Linked DNA regions of Sus scrofa: region 2 is linked to region 1. Evidence: chromatin contacts called from public Hi-C data. All regions are on one chromosome and are shown on one strand. The core of a region is the stretch at or near the end of the contact, and the rest is flanking DNA. Distances in the headings are between cores, read along the strand shown. Region 1 overlaps STPG4. Region 2 overlaps TTC7A (tetratricopeptide repeat protein 7A).

Evidence for each region. A called contact is a pair of places that touch in the nucleus more often than the background predicts.
Region 2: a Hi-C map of embryonic fibroblasts shows a contact between it and region 1, with 4 times the contacts expected there. The contact joins two enhancer-like sites. A contact is called at or near these places in 3 of 47 Hi-C or Micro-C datasets (embryonic fibroblasts and fibroblasts) and 1 of 2 datasets of contacts at active chromatin or transcription factors (skeletal muscle).

What each region holds. Positions count from the first base shown.
Region 1 is chr3:93,414,840-93,419,613 of Sscrofa11.1, reverse strand. All of the region lies in intron 5 of STPG4, which reads right to left. Among named protein-coding and RNA genes, the nearest start is that of STPG4, 31 kb to the right of the region's middle. Within about 2 kb of position 2,268, at least 6 of the 83 cell types and tissues checked have an H3K27ac peak or open chromatin away from gene starts, as enhancers often do. A contact at or near this core is called in embryonic fibroblasts, where this site is marked.
Region 2 is chr3:93,493,796-93,498,681 of Sscrofa11.1, reverse strand. The region is part of intron 15 of TTC7A (tetratricopeptide repeat protein 7A); the gene reads left to right. Among named protein-coding and RNA genes, the nearest start is that of TTC7A, 96 kb to the left of the region's middle. Within about 2 kb of position 1,856, at least 49 of the 83 cell types and tissues checked have an H3K27ac peak or open chromatin away from gene starts, as enhancers often do. A contact at or near this core is called in embryonic fibroblasts, where this site is marked.

The DNA of each region.
Region 1 (4,774 bases), core at 1,019-3,518:
CACCTCGGATCCAGTGTGGCTGTGGCTGTGGTGCAGGCCAGCAGCTGTGACTTTGATTCGACCCTTAGCCCAGGAACTTCCATATGCTGCAGGTCTGGCAATAAAAAAGAAAAAAAAAAAGTTCAAAAAAAGGAAAGAAAAAAGAAAAAAAATCCCTCCTAGGGTGTTTTAGGCATTGCTGTAGTGAGTGGGGAGATATAAATACAAATTCACCTCTGGGCCCCACAAGTAAAGAATGACTTGGGGAAGAGCCCCTGGATCCTAAAGCTGACAGGACAGCTAGCACTTTGGTCTCCTTGACTTTGGCTTGGAAGGGACAAGTGCGGGGTGCCCCTTTCCTCACCCTTGCCCTTATCTCCTTCCTCTGCTTGGAGCCGGAACGTGCTGGGAAGCTTACAAGCAAATGCATCAGAAAACTCTGGAGGTGGCGGCTGGAAGGAAGATGGCTCACGTGCAGTATCAACAGACGATATTAAGCTTGAGTCATCAGTGCTAATTTGGGGCGCCATGCTTCCAGCTGTGCATGCTCAGCCACTCGGCCCCACCCAGTCAGACATGGGCACAATGAATCACAGACCCTTGGTTAGCATGAGTGAGTGTGTATGCTTATCTGTGTACATGCTGGTTGGGTGACTGACGTCAGGGTGTCCATATCCTTCAAGGGGGCAGCGAGAGCACGGATCAAATGTCTCATTTGCCTTCGGATGCTCAAAAGTGCCTCCCTGGCATGGGGCCTCACACACTGAACCATGCAAAAAGGATTTGTGGAAGAGGTGAAAGAACTTCTATGGAAGTCAGCTAGACTCAGCTTTATACAAAGAGATGTTGTTGAGAAGAGACTGGAAGTTCTAACATCTTAAGGGTGGCCCAGGGAGAAATATGGCCATTTAAGGAAAGCCATTGTGCAGAGTCCCCATTGTGGTGCAGGGGAAACGATTCCAACTAGGAACCATAAGGTTGTGGGTTCAATCCCTGGCCTCACTCAGTGGGTTAAGGTTCTGGCGTTGCCATGAGCTGTGGTGTAGGTTGCAGATGCGGCTGGGATCTGGCATTGCTGTGGCTGTGGGCTAGGCCGACAGCTATAGCTCCCATTAGACCCCTAGCCTGGGAACCTCCATATGCTGTGGGTGCGGCCCTAAAAAGACAAAAGGCAAAGAAATAAACACATACAAAAATTAAAGCCATTGTGGTAAGGCTCTCAGCAGGAGCCTAAGCTGCAGCCAGATCAGAGCCTCGTAGGCGGGTTGGCGGGTGAACCTCCCAGGAGAAAGAAGCCTCCTGCACATGAACTTATCCCACGTCAAAGGGGACCATGCAGGCCAACCCGGCCCCATGAATAAGCCTCCGTCATCAGTGGGGGGTTGTGGCTCCAGAGACGGCACAACGTCTGCCACTTGGCTTTGACCCCAGATCAGCTCGACACGTCCTTGGCTTTGACCCCAGATCAGCTCGACACGTCGACATTAAGCAAGTCACCTGGTCATGCTCACTCAAGGGACAGCGCAGCTTAGAGCTCAGGTTCTGAGGTCACCATAGACCGGGTCTAAGTCCTGGCTCTACCTTTGGGCAGCAGACTTCCGTTTCCTAAGCTATCAAATGAGTAGTACCCACCATATTGCAGTGAGGATGAAATGAGATGCATGTCAGTCATGGAGCACCATGCCTGGCACCAGAAAACCAATGAGTGACGGTCATTGTCACCATCAAAACTGACCCTAACAGAGTAGCTAAGTTTCTTCCAGTCCTCAGGGTCCTTAACAGTTCTTTGACTATGACCTTAATTTCCAGAACAAGGAAACTGAATAACAAAAGCGGTCAAATGAGTTTTCAGAAGGAGGCCTAAGGATGAAGGCATTTATCTCCTGGAGGTCGAGACGATGTCCTCCTAAGAAGTATCATTTCTTTACCACGCTCACACTGTGTGTCACTAGCTCCCACCGCTGGGACCAAAGGAGTTTGCCCTCTGAAATTTACAAATTTGTGGATCTAAACCAAACCCACAAATCTGCTCTGGGAATGCATGTTTAGAACAGACATGAATCACAGCCCTGGGCTGTTTCTTTGTCTTGGAACATTTTCCATGAAAGTATTCTTTTCACTTTGCTGAAGGACAGGATGTTCCAAATCAGTGAATCACTTTTATTTATAAAATGGAAGGGATGAATGACATCAATGAAATTGGTAGACAACGGATCTCCAAAAACTACAGCCACAGAGCTCAGGAATTTCAGACATTAGGCTAAAAGCTGGAGGACTGGCTGAGCATCTTCTCCGCAGGTCCCTACCCACCTCATCTGCAGTAGTCAGGTAGCCACCCTTCCCTCATCCCTGTAGGAGATGGAAGGTTTCATTTCCCGCGAGGCTGCACCAGAGATCTGTACCCAGGAGCCTGGGCAGTGTGAGGACAGGGACCTTTACTGAAAACAGGAATTTGGGGGGTTCCCCTTTTGGCTCATTGGGTTAGAACTCTGACTAGTATCTATGAGGACACGGGTTCGATCCCTGGCCTCGCTCACTGGGTGAAAGGATCTGGCATTGGCGTGAGCTGCGGTGTAGATCGAAGACGCAGCCCAGATCTGGCACTATGGCTGTGGTATAGGCCGGCAGCTGTATCTCTGATTTGACCCCTAGCCTGGGAACCTCCATATGCTGTGGGTGCAGCCTGTAAAGACAGGGGGGAAAAAAAGGAAAGGAAGAAAACGGGAGTTTCTAGACATACAGGTGGCCAGCAGGCACATGAAAAGACGCTAATCACTAATTATTAGAGAAATGCAAATCAAAACCACAATGAGGTATCACCTCATACAGGTCAGAATGGCTATCATCATGAAGTCTACAAACAGTAAATTCTAGAGAGGGTGTGGAGAAAAAGGAACCCTCCTTCACTGTTGGCAGGAATGTAAATTGATGTAGCCACTATGGAAAACAGTATGGAAGTCCCTTAAAAACTAAAAATAGGGAGTTCCCCAGTGGTCTAATGGTTAAGATTTGGTGCTTTTGCCCCTGCAGCCTGGGTTCAACCCCAAGCTGCTACATGCCATGGCCAAAAAAATAAAAATAAAAAATGTTTTGAAATCAAAAAGAACTAAAAATAAGCTACCATATGATCTACCAACCCTATTCCTGAGCATATATCTAGAAAAGATGATTAATTTGAAAAGATACATGCATCCTGATGTTCACAGCAGCACTATTTTGCCAAACATGGAAACAACTCTAACGCCCATCAACAGATGAATGGATAAAGAAGGTGTGGTACAGATGTTCCCTGGTGGCACAAGGGATTAAGTATCTGGTATTGTTGCATGTATGGTGCAGGCCACGGCTACAGCTCGGGTTTGATCCCTGGCCAAGGAACTTCCACATGCTGAGGGTATGACCAAAAAAAAAGATGTGGTGTGGTTTATATATAATGGAATATTACTCAGCCATAAAAAAGAATGAAAACTGTTATTTGCAGCAACATGGATGGAACTAGAGATTATAATACTTTATTTTTTAATACAGCTGCACCTGCTGCATATGGAAGTTCCTTGGCTAGAGGTCTAATGGGAGCTGGAGCTACAAGTCTATGCCACAGCCATGGCAACACCAGATCCAAGCTGTACCTGTGAACTCTGCTACAGCTTGTGGCAATGCCAGATTCTTAACCCACTGAGTGAGTCCAAGGATTGAACCCACATCCTCACAGAGACAACGCCAGTTCCTTAACCCACAGAGCCACAACAGAAACTCCTGAGATTATCATGCTAATTGAAGGAAGTCAGACAGAGAAAGACAAATACTATACATTACCTTACATGTGGCATCTAGAAAACAGTACAAGTGAATCTATATACAAAACAGAAACAGACTCACAGGCATAGAAAACAATCTTATGGTTACCAAAGGAGAGAGGAGGGAGAAGGATAAATTAGGAGTGTGTGATTAACACACACAAACTACTGCACATAAAATAGGTAAGCAACAAGGATTTACTATATAGCACAGTGCCTATATTCAATCTTGTAATAACCTATAATGGAAAATGATCTGAAAAAAATACATATAACAGAAGCATGTTGCTGTACACCTGCAACTAACACAATATTGTAAATCAATTATACTACAGTTTTAAAAATGGAGAAAGAACTATACAACAAATGTTGAGACACCACCCCCCAGCCCAGCCCCTTCCCTACTCAATTACCAGAACACCAGCAACTAGCCCCACACTAGCAACTGCCTGTACCCCAGGCAGGAGGCTGAGGAGTCATTCTGAAGTACATGACGTGATCAAGAGAAAGCCTAACTGATGCAAACATTTATGAGCTACACAGAGGAAAAGCCAGTCCTCATCTCATTAGTCTATTGTGAAGTTCACCTGGAAATCATCCCCACCTGCATTAGTTTCCTGTTGCTACCATAACAAATTACCATAAATTTGGTGGCTTAAAACAACAGAATTTTATTTTATTATTACCATTATTTTTGTCTTCTTTTGCCTTTTCTAGGGCCGGGCCCGCAACATATGGAGATTCCCAGGCGAGGGGTCTAATCAGAGCCATAGCCACAGGCACAGCAACGCGGGATCCGAGCTGCGTCTGCAACCTACACCACAGCTCGCGGCAACGCCGGATCCTCAACCCACTGAGCAAGGCCAGGGATCAAACCCGCAACCTCATGGTTCCTAGTCGGATTCGTTAACCACTGCGCCACGACAGGAACTCCTTGAAACAACAGAATTTTATTGTCTCATAGTCCTAGAGGCCAGAAGTCCCAAATCAGTTACACT
Region 2 (4,886 bases), core at 607-3,106, 79 kb before region 1:
GCCTCTGTTACTCTGTTCCTGCAGAGGGACCTCCTGTGGAGCCCTGGGGACCAGAGCATCCCAGCAGCCCGGGATGCCTCACTCTATGAGGTCTGCCCATCCAGGGGCTGCGGGGATAGAGAAATAGAGCCAGGTTCTTCATCTCTGAGCCACCGTGGGGCCCTCACATCCAGACCCTGAGGGGCTCCTTCTTGATCTGGGCCAGCCCTAAAGGCTGCCAAACTAACTGGAAAAAAATACGTAGGGGGCTTCTGGCTTCCAGAACTGTGAGAGCATATAGTTCTGTTGTCTTAAGCCAACACCAAAACCAACCAACCAAAAAAACCTTAAAAAAATAGGGAGCAGGGAGAGAGAGAGAGAGTTGGGAATGGGGGTGGAAGCTCCCCCTGCCACACAGCACTCCGGAGTGACCCTAGCTCTTTGCAAATAAGTCAGTAACTTTTCCCCACAGATGAAACCCATGGATTAGCAGGAAATGTCATTGAGTCCATTACCGGTCAGGGATCACTGAAGAATGTCATTGCTCTTCAATTGAAACTGCATCCTGCCACTCCAGCTGCTCCCTGCATTGGGAACACGCTGTGTGTGGCTCCAGCTGTTGCCACGGCAGTTAATTAAACCTCTCACCCCATAAATATCACTGCGGCCAAAGGGGAAAAAAAAAAATCAATCCCCTTCGCCCTGACCTCAGCATCCCCAACAAGGTCTGTATTCTAAGCACTTAAAGGCCTGTGGTCTGGGTCTGTCTGCCACCCAGTGCCCTGCCGATGGCTGTGTCAGGTGGCTGGGACCTGTTGAGGCGCTTCCTTTCTGCACAGGCTGCCTTAGTGAAGGAGAGGCTGGCAGGGTGGTGTCAGGGGTGGAGGAGGCCTGGCACAGGCGATGCTGGTGGGTGGCACAGACCCCTGTCCTCGTGAGCCTGTCCCCACGTGGGAGCCATAGCAGGTCCCTGCCTGTGCCACCTCCAGCTTGCCCCTCCTTCACGTGCCTCCATCCTCTCCTCTGCTTAAAGGCTCCCATCTGTCCGACCTCCCTCTACCTCCAAGGTCTTGTGAGACTCAGATAAGAAAAGATTGCACAAGCGGTTTTGCTACTGGGTTCAAGGACAGCGGGGCGGGTGGGGGTGGGGGTGCGGGTCTGGAAGATGGTCCACAAACAGTGTAAGGCTGTGATCTGGGTTGTGAGGGAGGCAGTGCAGGCCATGGGCCAGGCGGTGGGGAGCGGGCTGCTGTGATAAGGTGTTCGGACTCCGTAGCTGCCCAAGAGGTCACCATTCCTACAGGGAGACTTAAGCCTCCGGGAGAAAAACCCAGCTTTCGTGGAGTTGACTTTTGAAAACCCTCCTGAATTCAGGGATTAGAAGGCAAAGCAAAGAGGATCTCAGTTTCCGTGCGGCGGGGCGGCTGTTCGTTAACAGAGCTTGCGTTTCAAAAGGCAGGAACGTGATAAGGCAGAGAACAATGCCCTGTGGGGACAGCGTGAACCTGGCACAGGGTGTGTGGGGGGAGACCAGACACCCAAGCAGTTTCCTGAAATCCCAGGGGCTTCAGGCTAAGAAGCCCTGGACACATGGGCAGGCCGGGCTGTCGCTGGCCGGTGTGTAGGGGGCCTCAAGGGGGCAGCAGGCTCCCTGTTTGGAGCTGGGTTCCGAGCCAGATCAGGCCTCGGAATGGGAGAGGTCCAGCAGCCAGCGCAGAGATGCCTGTGTGGGTCGCTTCTCCGGATTGGGACTCAGCTGGGAGGGTCATGGGGAACAGGCTGCTGATAAGCTTGGTTCCCGAAGCCACGGACTCCGTCGGGTGCTGGTTTTAGGTAACAGATTCCTTGTGCTTTAGTCAGGCCGCTTGTCAGGGGACGGTCGCCATAGTAACCAAACAACATTCCTGGGCTAATGATGGGAGCTTTCCAATAACCAGTCCGTCAGTCACTGCTCCCACCCTGGGCCTGGCAGCCTGCCAGACCGGTTTTGAAAGCCCAGGCCATGGGTTGGTTGGCAGAAGAGGAGCCAACTGGTTTGTCCTTCCCTTCCCCTCGGTGGCAGGGCCACCTCCTCCCACTCTGCCTGGGAGTTTCTGCCCAGCCCAGGTCCTGGAACACTTGGAAGGTCCTGGGGGAAGGGGTGTCGGAGCCCTAGGGAGCGCTCCCCAGAGCAGGAGCTATATGGCCCTCTTGACAAGCCAGAGCTCGCCACGTAGAAACAAATGGAACCAGTCACAGCATCTCCCCCAGGAAACCTGGGCTGTTTTGGAAAATGTTTGAGTTGACAGACTAGGTGTTAGCTGGGGCCAGACCTTGGCTGAATCCGGCTAAGGCCAACGTCAGCTTCAAGGGCTCCCCTCTGATTCCCTACCTGGCCAGCCTCACCTTTTTCTTAGGTTTGCGTGTGTTAAATGTCCAGTCGTGCAGAAATGATCGGAGGCCTGGGGCTTCTGTGAATATCTCCACCTTAAACTCGGCATGTTTGCTGGATGGTTCTTATTAGGGACTTGCCATAGATCAAAAGGACACTTAAAATACCAGTGCTTCAGCGAGGGGGCTGGAATCAAAGGTATTAGCACAAACAGAGTTTTTCACCTTGCCAGGTTCATTAGACATTTTTGGCTGCCACAGTCCCTGGTGAGGACAAGAGCCGCAGGGTAAACTTGCAGGGCATGTGGTTGATGGGAGTGTTAAGCCAGCCATAATCATGGGCACTGGCCCACTCTTCCCCAAAGGTCAGCTCCTGCTCAGCTAAGCTGGGTTGACATTCAGCATGTCCCTTCTCTGGTTGTTCTGTGGAGCCTCCTGTGACCTCACTGTGTGACACTGCAGTCTGCTAGTGTCCTCACTCTCTCTGTGGCTTCTGCTTACACTCCAGCTAGGAGGGTAGATGATCCAGGGGGTTTGATTTGGGGAAGAAGATGGAAAGGGGGGACAGACAGTTATTTGCAGGCTTTCCAAAAGGAATTCTTTGTTTGAAAGTGGTTTGGGGGAGTTCCCTTTGTAGCTCAGAGGTAACCCACCTAACTAGTGTCCATGAAGGTGTGGGTTTGATCCCTGGCCCCCACTCAGTGGCTTAAGGATCCAGCACTGCCATGCACTGTGGCGTAGGTCACAGATGCGACTTGGTTCCTGCGTTGCTATGGCTGTGGCATAGGCCGGCAGCTGTAGCTCCCATTTGACCCCTAGCCTGGGAACTTCCATATGCTGCAGGTGCAGCCCTAAAAAAACAAATAAATAAAGTGGTTAGCCCTTTGCTTCCTGATCCTCCTGGAGGATCCACATTTGCTGGAGGCAGGCACTGTGTTCCCGGAGCCTTTGGTTTTCAAGCAGGCGTGGCCCATTCCCAAGTCCCTGGGAAAGGATCCAGGAGGCTTTTTAATGCCCATTAAGTAAGGCTGCCCCTGCCCCTGCAGTGGGTGGTCTTAGGTCCCCAGGTCTGCTCCCTGGGTAGAGATTATAGACCAAGACCAAGGTGTTTGCTTCTTGGTGTCTTATGCTGCGCTGGAGCAAACATTTGTTCCGTTGAAGTACCTGCTTTCTGGAAATTCTTCCACCCTGGAATGAGTTTGGAATGGGTCTGTGGGGTTTGGTTCATATATTTCAAGATTAAGAATTTGTGTCCAGCGGTAACTGGAGGTGACCTGCCTCTGAAGGAAGCCGGGCCGGAAGGCCCCTGGTTCAGACATCTGTCAGGAAAGCTAAGGGTGTGCTGTGGGTGCTGGTGGCTGTTCTGCAGGTGGGGCAGGGCTTTGAAGCAAAGAGGTGCTAATCCTGGAGGCAGAAGCTTGCGGGCTCTCAATTTTAAAGCTTCAAAGTCAAAGCATATTGAATGAATTCATTATGAGGTAGAGCGTCAGTGCAAACCTTGAAAGATTAGGGGACATGGGTCGGTGTATTCCTCCAGAACCAAGGAAAAATGATGGGTTTTCAGAGCTGAGAAAAAACAGAACCAAGGAAAAATGATGGGTTTTTAGAGCTGAGAAAAGCTGCCGTAAGTGTCCCTTCCAAGGCAGGGGTTAGTCCATGGGAAGATAATAAAGACGGGCCTATGGCCCTCTCCCTTTCAGGGAGGCCGTTCCTCTTAGGGCTTTAAAATAATACCCTTGGAGTTCCCATTGCAGCTCATTGGACACGAATCTGACTAGCATCCATGAGGACACAGGTTCGATCCCTGGCCTTGCTCAGTGGGTTAAGGATCCTCTGCCACAGGCTGGCGGCCACAGCTCCAATTTGACCTCTCTTTTGGGAACCTCCCTATGCTGCAGGTGCGGCCCTAAAAATAAGACCAAAAAAAGAAAAAAGTAACACCCTCAAAGAGCAAGTGCGTGGGAGCGTAATCAGTTCATTGCCCTGGTGGAGTCTGGGAGGCCTGTGTCCTTGAGCACTTCCTGGCTTTGCAGGTCTGAGTGAGCACCCGGTGACTACAGCCTGATTAGAGGCGAGGGCGTGGCTGCCTCCTACACAGACACTGCTCCTCCCCTTCTCCCCACTGCCCATCCTGTGCTAGGGGAGGGACCTCAGAGCCCCACCTGCAGGCTTTCATCCCTGTCCCTGCTGGTCAGATCCCAAGGGGTGCCCTCCTTACCTGGCTTCGCTTCCAAATCCATCCTCACAGGCTCCCCTCAGGCTCCACTTTGCCCTGAAGCTCCTACACTTAACACTGAACCCCTCAGGAGCTCCCGCTGTGGCGCAACAGGATTGGCAGTGGCTTGGGAGCACTGGGACATGGGTTTGATTCCTGGCCCAGCATGGTGGGTTAAGGATCCAGCATTGTCGCAGCTGTGGCTTAGTTTGAGGCTTCAGATCGGATCTGATCCCTGGCTGGGAGCTTCCTATGCTGTGGGGCAGCCAGTTTAGTATCGGATGCTTCTTCTGTTTCCTAGTTGCCTTGGATGTGTGGTTGA